Regions from separate parts of the Mus musculus genome. Here regions 1 and 2 are each linked to region 3. Evidence: chromatin contacts called from public ChIA-PET and promoter capture Hi-C data. All regions are on one chromosome and are shown on one strand. The core of a region is the stretch at or near the end of the contact, and the rest is flanking DNA. Distances in the headings are between cores, read along the strand shown.

Region 1 (4,137 bases), core at 706-3,205, 36 kb before region 3:
TATTAAAATTTATATTGAAAAAAATGTATATTGGATAGCTCTTTCATCATGCCCCAGAGTTATAGTCTCAGTGGCAGATCACCAGAGCACGGGAAGGGACATCCAGCAAGGCAGTGCTGCTCTGTCTTGCCTCTCTCCCTTCTCCGCGTCCACAGGCAGTTCCAAACATGTCTGCTCTGATGCTGCTGCTCCTCAGTACTGAGTCCTTAGTACTCCTGAGTGCTAAGGACCCAGCTTTCCCTCACTGTGCAGCACGTTTACGTACACTGTACATTTGAGAGCAAGCTTTCGGCTGAGGGGAGATGGGGAACTGTGGTTCTCCTTACTGTCATGTAGTGCTACCTAAGTTATGGAGAGAGGCAGAACAGCGTGGGCACAGAACGGAAGTCAGCCCGACGCCTGGGCTGGGCCACTTCACCCATTCTCAGTCTGGATAACATCCTTAGTCCTGAGCAACAAGCAGGACTGATGCACCGAAGTCTGCTTGCGAGCTCAGCCATCCAAGCTAGGAAGTTAAAAAGCTACTGAAGGAAGATGACTGCACAGCTGGTGGCTAGATAAACAAAAATGAGCCTAGCCAAAAGAGGCACAGAGACAAGGTAAGCACTCAGAGTGGGACAGGGCCTGAAAGTGCCCACCCATCTTGTCTCAGACACACCTGAAGTTACACAGAATACGCTGTCCCTCAGATTCTGTGAGAGTTGGCTCCAAGTGCCATAGGAAATACCGAAGAAGTCCCTCACAGGAAGTGGTTGGTATCTGCATACAGCACATACCCTTGTTCTTTTTTTTTATGTATTTATTTACTTATTTTAAATGTGCTCTGTCTACATATACACCTGCATACCAGAAGAGAGCATCAGATCCCATTACAGATGGTTGTGAGCCACCATGTGGTTGCTGGGAATTGAACTCAGGACCTCTGGAAGAGCAGTCAGTGCTCTTAACCACTGAGCCATCTCTCCAGCCCATCCTTGTTCTTTAAGTCACCTCTTGTTACTATAAAGCCTAAAACCAAGTAACTGCTACAGAACCTGGTATTATTCTGTATTATTAGGGAACAATGACAAGAAGGTCTGCACGTGCGTAAATCACATACGCCTTTTTCAAATATTTTAAATCCTTGGTTGACTGAGTGTGGTTGCAAAGCTACTGATGTAAAAGGACAGCAATATAAAGAAACTTCATCCTGAAGGTCAAAAGCCACTCCCGAGTCACCATGTTACTGACTTTGGAATCCGTTACAAAAAGAGGCAGAGGAAGGCCAGATGGATAAAGAGAAGAGTTGCTGGGGACAGAGTTGAATTTCCCTGATGTAAGTGCATGCTTCAGTTGAGACAAGACAAGGGGACAGTGTAGAGCCCAGAGTCCTCAAGGAGGCCCTCCCAGTCTCCATGTTCCCCACAGGTCTTTCCTAGGGGAATGGGGGGGGGGGTGGCTGTTTGTTTGGATCTTCTTGAAGACAGGCTTCATGTGTCCCCTGGCTGGCCTCCCTTACTGCGTATTTAAGCGTGACCTTTAACTTCTGATCCTCATCACTCCATCTGCAGAGTTAGGGATCACAGGCATGCACACGCAGTTTATGCAGTACCAGGAATTGAGCCGAAGGCTTATACATACTAGAGGAACATTCTACCAACTGAGCTATTACAGCCCCAGCACACTGCAGTACTTCTTAGAAATTAAAGATTTACTCAAAATAACAAAGAAGTCTCCTTAGAAAAGTTAGATCTGGCATTTGAGTCTCTGTAGTCACGAAGAGATCAGTGCTGACTGGGAGGAGAGCCAAAGGAGAAGAGAGCAGAAAACGTGCCTGACAAACAGTTCTCGTGGGTAAAGTATGAAAGTTAAATTCATGACTTTCATTGTAAACTGAGAGAGATGAGCTGCCCACATCAGAGCCACCAGCTAAGAAGCTTGCAAGTACCTCATGCCACAGAGAAATGAGAACAGATAAAGACAACCTGAAGACTGGGGGAAGCTTTCCCTCACTCACAACAACTGTGCTGTTAAGAGATTGGTGTAGTGTTTCACAGGAACTGGGGAGGACACACATACACAAATGTGTGTGAGACCAACGCAAAATGATGGCATTAGCGCTGCTCACCCCACCACAAAGCCCACTGAGAACATTTCCTGTCATCTGCCCTGTCAGTGCTGACCTCTGTTGTCAGTGGAGACCCAAGCCTCCAAGACACACATTGCCTGGACACTCGTCTCCTCTCAGCCCTGTACACCCCGCTCTCGCTCTCTCTCTCTCTGAGGGTCACTCCCAAACCTCATGTCCTGCCCCACTGCCCCATTTTAGAAGGATCTGTGTTCCACATCACCTTCCCACTGAGGTATCCCAGACCACCCTGCTAAACAACACTTACCCATCCCACTTTATAGCCCTCCTCAGCACCTCAATTAAATATCTATTTCTCTCTTTGTCTATGTACTTTCATGTAAATTAATTGGAACTCCAGAATAAAAAAGATACTGTTCAATATTGTATCCCCACTGAGGATCAGGACACCTGTTCATGGTAAATATGTCAGAGTTACTAGCTGAGTGAAAGGACGGCTATTTTATGTGCATTGAAAACAATGTTGCCACTTTGCTTGCCAGATTCTTTACAGCACGTGCATTAATAAATAAGGCATTTCCATATAGTCAGCTAAAGCTATGAGATAATGGCAATGCCCACGGTGCTGAGGAATGGGAAGAGTGGGAAGACAACCCAGAGCACCAGAGGACTCCAGCAATAGCTTCTAACCCAACCAAGAGAGTGGGATGAACAGTCTGCAAAGCTCCTACTGCAGAACAAATGGGCCAGTTTTCCTTTCTACCTATGAAAAGTTCTTTCTTTTGTCTTATCTGGAAAACGGCAAAGGAAGAAAGAAAGTGAACTCGGTACTCCCGGTTATTAAGGATACCTCTGGCAAAATCACAAGGAATTTTGATTCCTTCAAGAAAATATGTACCAAGCACGGCGTGGTGGTACACATCTTTAATCCGAACACTCCGTAGAAAGTGGTAGGCGGATTTCTGAGTTCAAGGCCAGCCTGCCCTACATAGGAAGCTACAGCACAGCCAGGGCTATCTAGAGAGACCCATTAAAAAAGGAAAGAAGATGTGCAACCTTTTCCAATCACAAAGGCAAAGCACAGTGAGTCTCCCCGTCCTCTCTGACACACTTCTCTCTTCTTGGATTTCACATCTCCCAACATCTATTCCCCAGCTTTTCTTTTTTCTTTTTTCTTTTTTTTTTTTCTTTAGAAGTCAGAGCCCCTAGTAACTAGAGTTACAAGCAGCTGTAAGCTGCCTGATACGGGTCCTCTGAGAGAATGGCAAACATTCTTTTTTTTAAGATTTATTTATTTATTATATGTAAGTACACTGTAGCTGTCTTCAGACACTCCAGAAGATGGAGTCAGATCTCGTTACGGATGGTTGTGAGCCACCATGTGGTTGCTGGGATTTGAACTCCAGACCTTCGGAAGAGCAGTCGGTCGGGTGCTCTTACCCACTGAGCCATCTCACCAGCCCCATCCCCAGCTTTTCATTTTGCTGCTCTGCCTCCCCAGCCTGGGTCCTGATCTGTCATCTTCCCTCTCTAGTCAACTGTAATGAGGTGACTATGCAAAATTCCCACAAACAGTGCTCCAGGTCAGCAATGAACACCCTGTCAAATCCCACAGCCACTTCCGTCTGTCCTTCTGCCCTGGCTATTCTATGCAATGGAACACTGACAAGCGCCCCATGTTCCCAACACCATCCCCTTCCCTGACTGCTGCTCTCTTGCCCCTGCTCACAGCTCTTTGTCAAGACATCCACATAGGCATCAAAATTAACCCTCACTTTTATGCGTAAGACTTATAAATTCTCAGACTCTCAGTCAGTCAACAGCTACTGAGTACCCATTACATGCACAGTAATGCAGTAGACCCTAGAGTCAAAAAAGAAAGAAGGGAGGAGGGGGGAGAAGAAGAGGAAGAGAGAAGCTGGTCACTGTCCTCAAACCTAAGCAAGTACAGGGGAAACAGCCTTGCTTAGGGAACAGCAAGAACGTGTGGGTTAGAACCTGGCAGGATGCGCACCCCTGACTTCCTTAGCTGACAGTCTTTTTTAGCTTAAGGAAGAACACACCAGAAT
Region 2 (4,066 bases), core at 460-2,959, 50 kb after region 3:
AGGGAAGGGACTGTTTGCTGAGGGTTGCTTACACAGGACAATAGCTCTCTATGTAACTGAAAGAGGAGCGCCCTGAGGACAGAGCAGCACACGAGCGCAGTAAGCCGTGACTAACAGAGCAGTGACTGGACAGTGACTGACAGACACGGGAGCATCACCACTGTCGCCTTTGGATTTCTCTTTCTGGGGAACTCAGGAGGCTCCCGTGGCCTCCACTTGGCCATGTGGGTCACCGTGACCTGAGATTCAGATGCTCGCTCGCAGTGTCACTTTAATGCGGTGCCGAGGACTGAATCCAGAGGGCCCATGAATGCTAGGCACACACGCTACTACGCTGCACTCCAAGTCCTCACTGCACTGATTCAGTCTGAGAGTGCTGGGACCTCAGAATTTATACTACAACGAGCATGCCATCTTAAAACTGCAAAGTAACACTTCAAAATGGCGGCAATTTCATTTATTTCTATGATATAAAGATGTCCCCTCCTATTTTCAACTTGCTTGATTGTGGAATCACTATAGAACAATTTGAACTGAGAGTGAGCTACAGGTACAGTTTAGCGGTGAGAGGTCCCAGTGCAGAATGGAGTACGAATACTGGGTTGTAAGCACAGGTCAGAGGCTTTACATTAAAACAAAGGCTAGCTAGCAGATGTTATGTTTCTAGAGAACATCTTGAAATCAAAGGATAATTGTATCTGAGGTGAGAAGCTAATTGAGGGGAATATATTTAGAATTACAAGCATAAAAGACCATTCTTTAAACCATGGCATTTATACTGTATTTGGAGAAGAAAGCAAAAGCAAGCCTAAGAATGCTGGAGCACATCTGTCATGATTACACTTGGAGGTGAAGAAAGGAAGATCAGAGTTCAAGGGCAGCCTAGAAAACATGAAACATCTCAGCAAAAAGAAAAAAGACAAAATACTTAATGAACTGAGTAAATCATCAGTACTGATAACAACCGACTCACAAGCGTACCTGCAAAAGGCAGGTCACATGCTCCTCTTCTAGCCTCTGTTTAGTTAAGGCTTGTTCCACGTCCCATCCTGATGCCGTGGAACCTGTGCCAAAGCCAGTCCCTTTGGCCCAGTACAGCTGCTGTTCTTCTGCTGATGTGGGGTTATGGGAATTTGACACCTGCGGCTTTTAAGAAGAGGAAAATTACTAGTATTTGGTATTATTTGTTTTTTTTTTTAAATTATCATTAGGACTATCCAAAAGATTAACAATATAAAAATCAATTTGGCCATTCATCAAAAAGTTGAAAACTACTTACTGTGACACTCCTAGGCATACACCAAACACAATGAAAACTGGTGCTAAAATAAACATTTGTATACACCCGCACACAGCAGTATTATACACTACAATCCAAGGATAAAAAGATCCCAAATGCTTGCCAATGAATGAATATATTGAACTAATCAAGGGAACACTATCCAGCTGCAAGAAAGTAGACTAATGCATGTTGTATAAAGAAAATTTGGAAAGAACACCAGAGAGACACAGACAGACAGACAGACAGACACAGACACAGACACAGACACAGACACACACACACACACACACACACACACACACACACACACACACACACACGGGTGGGGGAGGGAGGGAAGGAGTAAAGAAGAAGTAGGGAGAGGAGGAGGAGAAGGGGAGGGCAGAGGAGGAGGCAGAGGGAGAAAATAAATGAAAGTGAAAACTACTTAAGGCTCAAAGAATCAATGACTCAAAACCAAATAGAAACAGAAACACAGAAAAGTTTAAGCCAGACCATTTTAGGGCTCCAGTAAAAAACTATCTCAGGAGATTTCTCAATCAAAGGAGAAAGACAACTTCTATTTTTAGAAGGAACATATCAGAATGGCTAAGATCAAGAACTAAAAGGACAGCACATGGGGGTGAAGCAAGGGGAACACTCCTCACTGTTCGGATTAGGAATAGTTCTACCTCAAGACCCAGTATGCCACTCCTGGGCATATACCCAAAAGATGTTCCACCACCCCACAAGGACACTTGCTCAACATGTTCAAAGCAGTTTTATAATAAGTAATAGCCAGAAACTGGAAATAACCTAAATGCCTCTCCACTGAAGAATGGATACAGAAAATGTGGTTTATCTATACAATAGTAGACTACTCAGCCATTAAAAACCAAGGACATCACTTGGGAGGCAGAGGCAGGCAGATTTCTGAGTTCAAGGCCACCCTGGTCTACAGAGTGAGTTCCAGAACAGCCAGGGCTACACAGAGAAACCCTGTCTCGAAAAACCAAAAAAGCAAACAAACAAACAAAAACAAGGACATTATGGATTTCACAGGCAAATGGATGGAACTAGAAAATATCCAGAGTGAAGTATCCAAGACCCCAAAGGACATACATGGTATGTCCTCACTTTTAAGTGCATATTAACCATAAAGTACAGGATAATCATGCCGTAATCAACAGACCCAAACAAGGATGGCCCAAGGGAGGATAGATATCCCAGACGATGGAAAGAGGGGACGGAGAGGGTAGGGAGAGATCATATGTAGGAAGAACAGGGTAGAGGAAAGGGAAGTAGACAGTGGGAGGGCAATCTTTAGGATGTGCCAAAGACCTGAGATGGGAAGAGGTCCACAAGGTCTATAGAGGTGAATCTAGCTAAGACTCCTAGTAGTGGGGCATATAGATCCTGAAGTGGCTGCTTCTTGTAGCCAGGCAGGACTCCCAGTAGAAGGATAAGGACAGCAACCCACCAGAAAGCCTTCGACCCAAAATGTACCCTGCCTACAAGATGTGCAGGGACAGAGATAGAGCAGAGTCTGAGGGAATGGCCAACCAATGACTGCCCCAAATTGAGACCCATCCCATGGGTGAGAACCAATCCCTGACACTATTAATGATACTCTATTAAGCTTGCAGACAGGAACCTAGCATAACTGACTTCTGTCCCAGCAGCCAAAGGAACGAGATGCAGAGACTCATAAACAAACATAAGATGGAGCTCGGGAATCTTACAGAAAAGCTGGGGGCAGGACTGAGACCCAAAATGGAAAAAAGAAAAGGGGAAGGTAGAATGGGGGGAGAACTTACATGAGGGGATACTGTGAGGAGAGAAAGGGCTGATATTGGATTGATAATGAAGTGAATCAATAAATTTTAAAAAACTAAAATGGCATTCTTAGTCAAAAGAGGCACACTACTTCTATTTCTAGAGGTCACATATCTCAATTTTTTGTTGTTGTTCAAATGTGAGTGGACCAGGTATTTATTTCTGTAAGCATATAGATCAGTGGCGACTACAGTGTAACCCTGATAAAGAGACCAAGAAAAGGTCATATTGGTGATAAGGAAGAATAGAAAATCGAAACAGATACAGAAGTCAGGAAGGAAGATACAAAGTTAATGCTGTGCTAGTTTTATTCCTGTCATGGAGTTTTTTCTTTTTTCCTTTTTTTATAGTGGGTAAGTACATAAATATTAATTGAGGGCACAAGTTTAAAACACTAAGCAAAGCTCTTGGGCTTCAGAATGGCGATTCTAATAGAATACAGGTTCACTGAGATGTACAGAGTTCGCACTGGTGGAGTATTTGTCTGAATTAATCTAGTTGTGTAATTTTTTTATTTGTGAGTTCATTACAATAAACTGATTTTTATATTTAAAAAAAATATGAATAAAGAAAGAATGAGACAGTTCAGTGGCTAAAGACACTTGTTGACAAGCCTGACTACCAGAGTTTGACCTCAAGCTGTTACCTGCCCCAAACACATACATACACACACACATAATTTTTTAAATTAAATAATACAAAAACAAATACCTCAAGTATTATGAAAATTGGATAAAACCAAAAAAAATTTAGAAATATAACCTTAACCATAAAGGTTAATTCTTTATTTATGTGGGAAGTAAAATCTTTGTTTAAATTAAACAGAGTATGCACCCTGAAAGCATTTAAAACTAGGTATATTTTTTGTTGCTTTCACTGGAAGTATGTTCTAAGAGAAAATATTAGGTAGAAATAGTTTCTATAAATTGTTAGCTATATCACTGTAGATATATAACTAAGACATTCACT
Region 3 (4,180 bases), core at 836-3,335:
CAATTATATGAAACTTAGTCTGTAAACACCAGGGCAGAATGAAACTGTATGCATCCTAGATGGTTAGGAATTTTGGCCAGCTGTCATGGGTAGCTGAGAAGGGGAAGTGTTACCAAGCATACAATAATAAAACAGATGCCTCTAGAAGGCTTAGATCTGACTCATGTGCAGACATCCTAATGGAAGAACGTTAAACTGCGGGATCCATGATAAACACATGCAGTTCTCTCATCTCGCCAGAAATAACAGTCCAAACACAATAAACACAAATGCAAGTATCTCTCGGGAACCTAGAAACAGCAAGACTCAAGGTACATCTACCCACTTAAGAAAATGAACTCCACCCCCCCCCCTTTAAAGTGCATGCCTTTCATCCCAGCCTGTGGGAGACAGAGGACATAGATCTCTTGAGACTTCGAGGCTAGCCTGATCTACAGAGTGAGTTCTAGGCCAAAGCTACATAGCGAGACCCTATCTCAAAACAAAAAAAGCAAACAAACAAAAACCAACAAGCAACATAAAAGGAAAAAGCTGATGGCTAACACTTATCAGACCTTCACACTGGGATGATTAGCAGTGACCACCAAGGATGTGTCCTTCTAATACAAAACTCATTTAATCCTGCACCACTCTCCTTTTCCATTCTAGATCTTCTGGGCCAGAGACCTTACAGAGATTGCTTGAGACCAGTTATTTCAACAACTACTAAATACCAGGGCCTCACAGTGTCAAGGTGCTATAAAAGTTGATATTAGCCTATTCATTTATTCATTTATTTATTTGATTACATGAGTGTTTTGCCCAGGTGCATACATATATACTACACATGTACCTAGTGTCCATGGGTTAGAAGAGAGTGTTGGATATCCTAGAACTGGAGTTGTACAGTTGTGAGCCACCAAGTGGATGCTGGGAATTGAACTTGAGTCCTCTGAAATAGCAGTAAGTGCTCTTAACCACGAAGTCACCTCTCCAGCCCCCACCTAGTACGTTTCTCTGTGGAAATTTCAAATAAAATACTACCTTTCAATTTCTTCCAAATCTGTAGAGCAATCCAGGAAATTCACTATCTGCTTCTCCAGGTAGCTGTCAATCTTTTCTTCAGCCATCATTGTTGAATTTAAAATAGTTTGTGTCGTTGAATGGAAGAACAAAGCCTCATAGCTCCCTTCTAACAGCAATTCTAAGAAAACTCCAATATCTGTAATATTAAAAATGAGTCCAGTAAGGCAACAGAATTTCTTAAGTATAAATGATAATCCATTACATAGATACTTTAAGATGCAAAAGATATAAACAGCATACTGGCTGTATACTTTTATTCTACCAACAAATATCATGTCTCCTAGAAGTACAAAACCTACAATGACAGCAAACAATGACAATGATTGATGATGACGATGATGATGATAGGCATACTACCCTTCTTCAGGAAATTCACAAAGATTCCAATTGACACCGGAAAGTTGTCCTTCCTATCGTCAATATTCTCACACACACACACACACACACACACACACACACCGGCCCCAGGAAGCCAATCCAAACACATCTGTTCTCTCATGATTCCCTCACATTTCCCCCAGGCACATGTTGGTCTCAACATTTTTACAACACTGACTTTTTCCTGCTGAACTCTCTTTCACTTGTCAGTTCTACATTAAAAAAAACTCATCTCGTCTCTTTCGGAAACTTCTGTCACATGAGCAGATCGCAGACCATCAAGCGAAACTCCCTCACTCTTGACACCTCCTATGTACCCAGGGCTGGCATCCTTTGTCCTCACAGCTCTGGCACTAACCTAAAGTGCGCAGCGCTCTCACCTGAACCACAGATGCCCTCCTGCTTCCAAACCAGCCGCTCCGCCTCCGTGGAGAAGCCCCTCAGAAGCGCCAGCTCCGGCGTCCACATCATTCCCGGCATCGCTGCACCCGATACAGTGTCCCACTAAGGAGGAGAAAAACGAGAGGAGGAGGGTCCAAAGTCGCCGGCGTCTTGTTACGACGGATAGCGCTCACAAACTTAGACTCCCATGTGAGATTATACATGCATGGAGGCAGCCATGACAGCAACGCAGAGCATCATGGGAAAACAAACCCACGCTGGAGCAGCTTCCTTCTAGACGACCAATCGGAGACTCGGTTGTGAGCATGCGCAGACTGAGTAGTGGAAAAGAGTTGGGTGGGTCGGTCAGCCGGTCGCAGTAACCGGGAGTTGTTGCTAGTGGAGACAGTTGAACGCAATCCTGCTTTGGAACATGCGACTACCTGAGGCAAAGTTAAGTCCTTGGAGGTTAATAACTCGAGCCTTTTCTCCCCAACAGACGGAGCGCAGGCTGTAGAAGTTACTTCTAATGGAGCCCTTGAGCCCCAGGCTAGAACGAACTTCCTCGGCATAGGCTATAATTTGGATGATTCAAAGTGCAAGAAAACCAAACTCGAAGTGTAATCTTAGCACGGAGGAGGATGATGCAGGATAGTTGCAACTTAAAGGCCAGCCTGAGCTTCGCCCTTAGTTCCAAGCTAGCCACCTGGAGAAATGGCTCAACAGAGGACAAAGTTCTATTCCCAGCACCCACAAGGTGGTTCATAATGGCCTGTAACTCCAGAACATCGGTTACCGTCCTCTAGCCTCCCAGGCACAAGACCCATAAATGGTACACAAACATAGCTGCAAGCAAAAAATACTCATAAAATAAAGGCGGCGGTGGTACATGTCTTTAATCCCAGCACTCTGGAGCAAAGGCAGGTGGATCCTTGAGTTCAAGGACAGCCTGGTATACAGAGCTAGTTCCAGGACACCCAAGGCGACAGAGAGAGACCTTGTCTCAGAAAACAAAAACAAAAACAAACTAGAAAAAAAAAAGAATAATTTCTTTAAAAGGGGAGAAAGGTCTGGTTTTGATACTGTCATCACATAAACCTGGCAAGAGCCTGGAAGTTTCTGCAATTCAGTCGATAGAACCCAGAACACTTTGCTGACGTGGAAAAAAACCTGCAAGGAAATATATCCTCCCACAAGTGTGGCAGCTGCTGAGCAGAGAGTTGGCTGTTTGCCTCTTTTTTTTTTTTTTTTAAGAGAATAAATGTTTTCTTTCTCACTCTGCTTCACTGTAGAAAAACAGCCTGTGCAGCCCAAGGTAAAATTAAGACAGTACTAAGGACTGTCCTTCACCTGACATTATACAACACTCCCCTGTGCTCCTGGGCATTTCTAGTGAGAAGGAGGTCTTTTGATCAAGACCCTGGAATAGAGTGGGTGAGTTACAATATTATATGACACAACATTGTTACCTGAAATAAGGAATCCATATAGTCACTGATTTTTTGGTAGGGTCTCACCAAGTAACTTCTGCTGACCTGGGACGTGCTATGTAGACCAGGCTGGACTTACACTTAGAGCTCTGCCTGTTGGGAGTGCTGGAGTGCTGAAGCACTGAAATTGGAGGGTGGTTCATCAACAAATCCAGCTTCATAACTTCTTTGGTTGGTTGGTTTGGTTTTTCAAGATACGGTTTCTCTGTAGAGCCCTGGCTGAAATGGAACTCACTCTGTAGACCAGGCTAGCTTTGAATTCAGAGATATATGCCTACCTCTGCCTCCTCCTGAGTGCTGGGATTAAAGGTGTGTGACACTGCTTGGCTCTTCTTCACAACTTTTAACTATAAATAATCTCATTGCCAGCTCTCCTGCTCTCACACCCTTGGGGCTGGCACCACCAGGGCCAGCTCCACTGTGTTGTCCAGGTGAGATGCAGGGCCCACTCTCCAGAGTGCTTCAGCCAATGTGGGGGGGGGGGTAGGGAGAGCTCTCATGATCTCATGCCTCCAGGGCCAGTTTTCCCTGCTACCACAAGTTGCAAGGGGACAAGGAGAGGGTATCACCCCTACACTCATATTACCTCAGATGAGTGGCAGAGCCAGCTGTCCAGTGCTCTTGCCCTCGGGACTGGCTCTCCTGCTCCCCCTCTACCAGGGCCAGCACTACTGTGCTATCCAGAAGAAGTGCAGGACCCACTCTCCCAAGTGCTGCAGCCAGTAAGAGGCAGGGGCAGCTTACTTGCTTTCATGACCCTGGGGCCAGTTCTCCCAACTCCTGCAGGTAGTGATGGGGGGGAGGCCTTCCCCACACCCATGCCACTTTGCAGCAGACAAGTGGCTGGGCCAGCTCCCCTGCACTCT

Evidence for each region. Promoter capture Hi-C pulls out the DNA fragments that hold promoters and counts their contacts. ChIA-PET counts read pairs in DNA pulled down with a chosen protein or histone mark.
Region 1: an RNA polymerase II ChIA-PET map of memory CD8 T cells shows a contact between it and region 3, with 16 read pairs. The contact joins the enhancer-like site here to the promoter of Ttc27 in region 3. A contact is called at or near these places in 1 of 39 promoter capture datasets (macrophages), 1 of 15 datasets of contacts at CTCF or cohesin (the NIH/3T3 cell line), 1 of 484 Hi-C or Micro-C datasets (nephron progenitors), 2 of 115 datasets of contacts at active chromatin or transcription factors (embryonic stem cells and memory CD8 T cells) and 3 of 9 other capture datasets (adipose tissue, liver and pancreatic islet).
Region 2: a contact with region 3 is called in a promoter capture Hi-C map of macrophages, with 5 read pairs. The contact joins the enhancer-like site here to the promoter of Ttc27 in region 3. A contact is called at or near these places in 2 of 39 promoter capture datasets (embryonic stem cells and macrophages), 1 of 15 datasets of contacts at CTCF or cohesin (the NIH/3T3 cell line), 3 of 484 Hi-C or Micro-C datasets (bone marrow-derived macrophages, nephron progenitors and stem cell-derived neural stem cells), 3 of 115 datasets of contacts at active chromatin or transcription factors (CD8 T cells, embryonic fibroblasts and embryonic stem cells) and 4 of 9 other capture datasets (adipose tissue, embryonic stem cells, liver and 1 more).

What each region holds. Positions count from the first base shown.
Region 1 is chr17:74,751,184-74,755,320 of GRCm38.p6, reverse strand. All of the region lies in intron 9 of Ttc27 (tetratricopeptide repeat domain 27), which reads right to left. Among named protein-coding and RNA genes, the nearest start is that of Ttc27, 36 kb to the right of the region's middle. Within about 2 kb of position 1,955, at least 26 of the 459 cell types and tissues checked have an H3K27ac peak or open chromatin away from gene starts, as enhancers often do. A contact at or near this core is called in memory CD8 T cells, where this site is marked.
Region 2 is chr17:74,665,839-74,669,904 of GRCm38.p6, reverse strand. Birc6 (baculoviral IAP repeat-containing 6) reads right to left here. Exons shown (of 73, transcript NM_007566.3): 63 at 982-1,146. Among named protein-coding and RNA genes, the nearest start is that of Ttc27, 50 kb to the left of the region's middle. Within about 2 kb of position 1,709, at least 24 of the 459 cell types and tissues checked have an H3K27ac peak or open chromatin away from gene starts, as enhancers often do. A contact at or near this core is called in adipose tissue, bone marrow-derived macrophages and macrophages, where this site is marked.
Region 3 is chr17:74,715,655-74,719,834 of GRCm38.p6, reverse strand. It overlaps Ttc27 (tetratricopeptide repeat domain 27), which reads right to left and starts at 2,085. Exons shown (of 20, transcript NM_152817.4): 1 at 1,824-2,085; 2 at 1,024-1,201. The coding sequence starts at 1,923.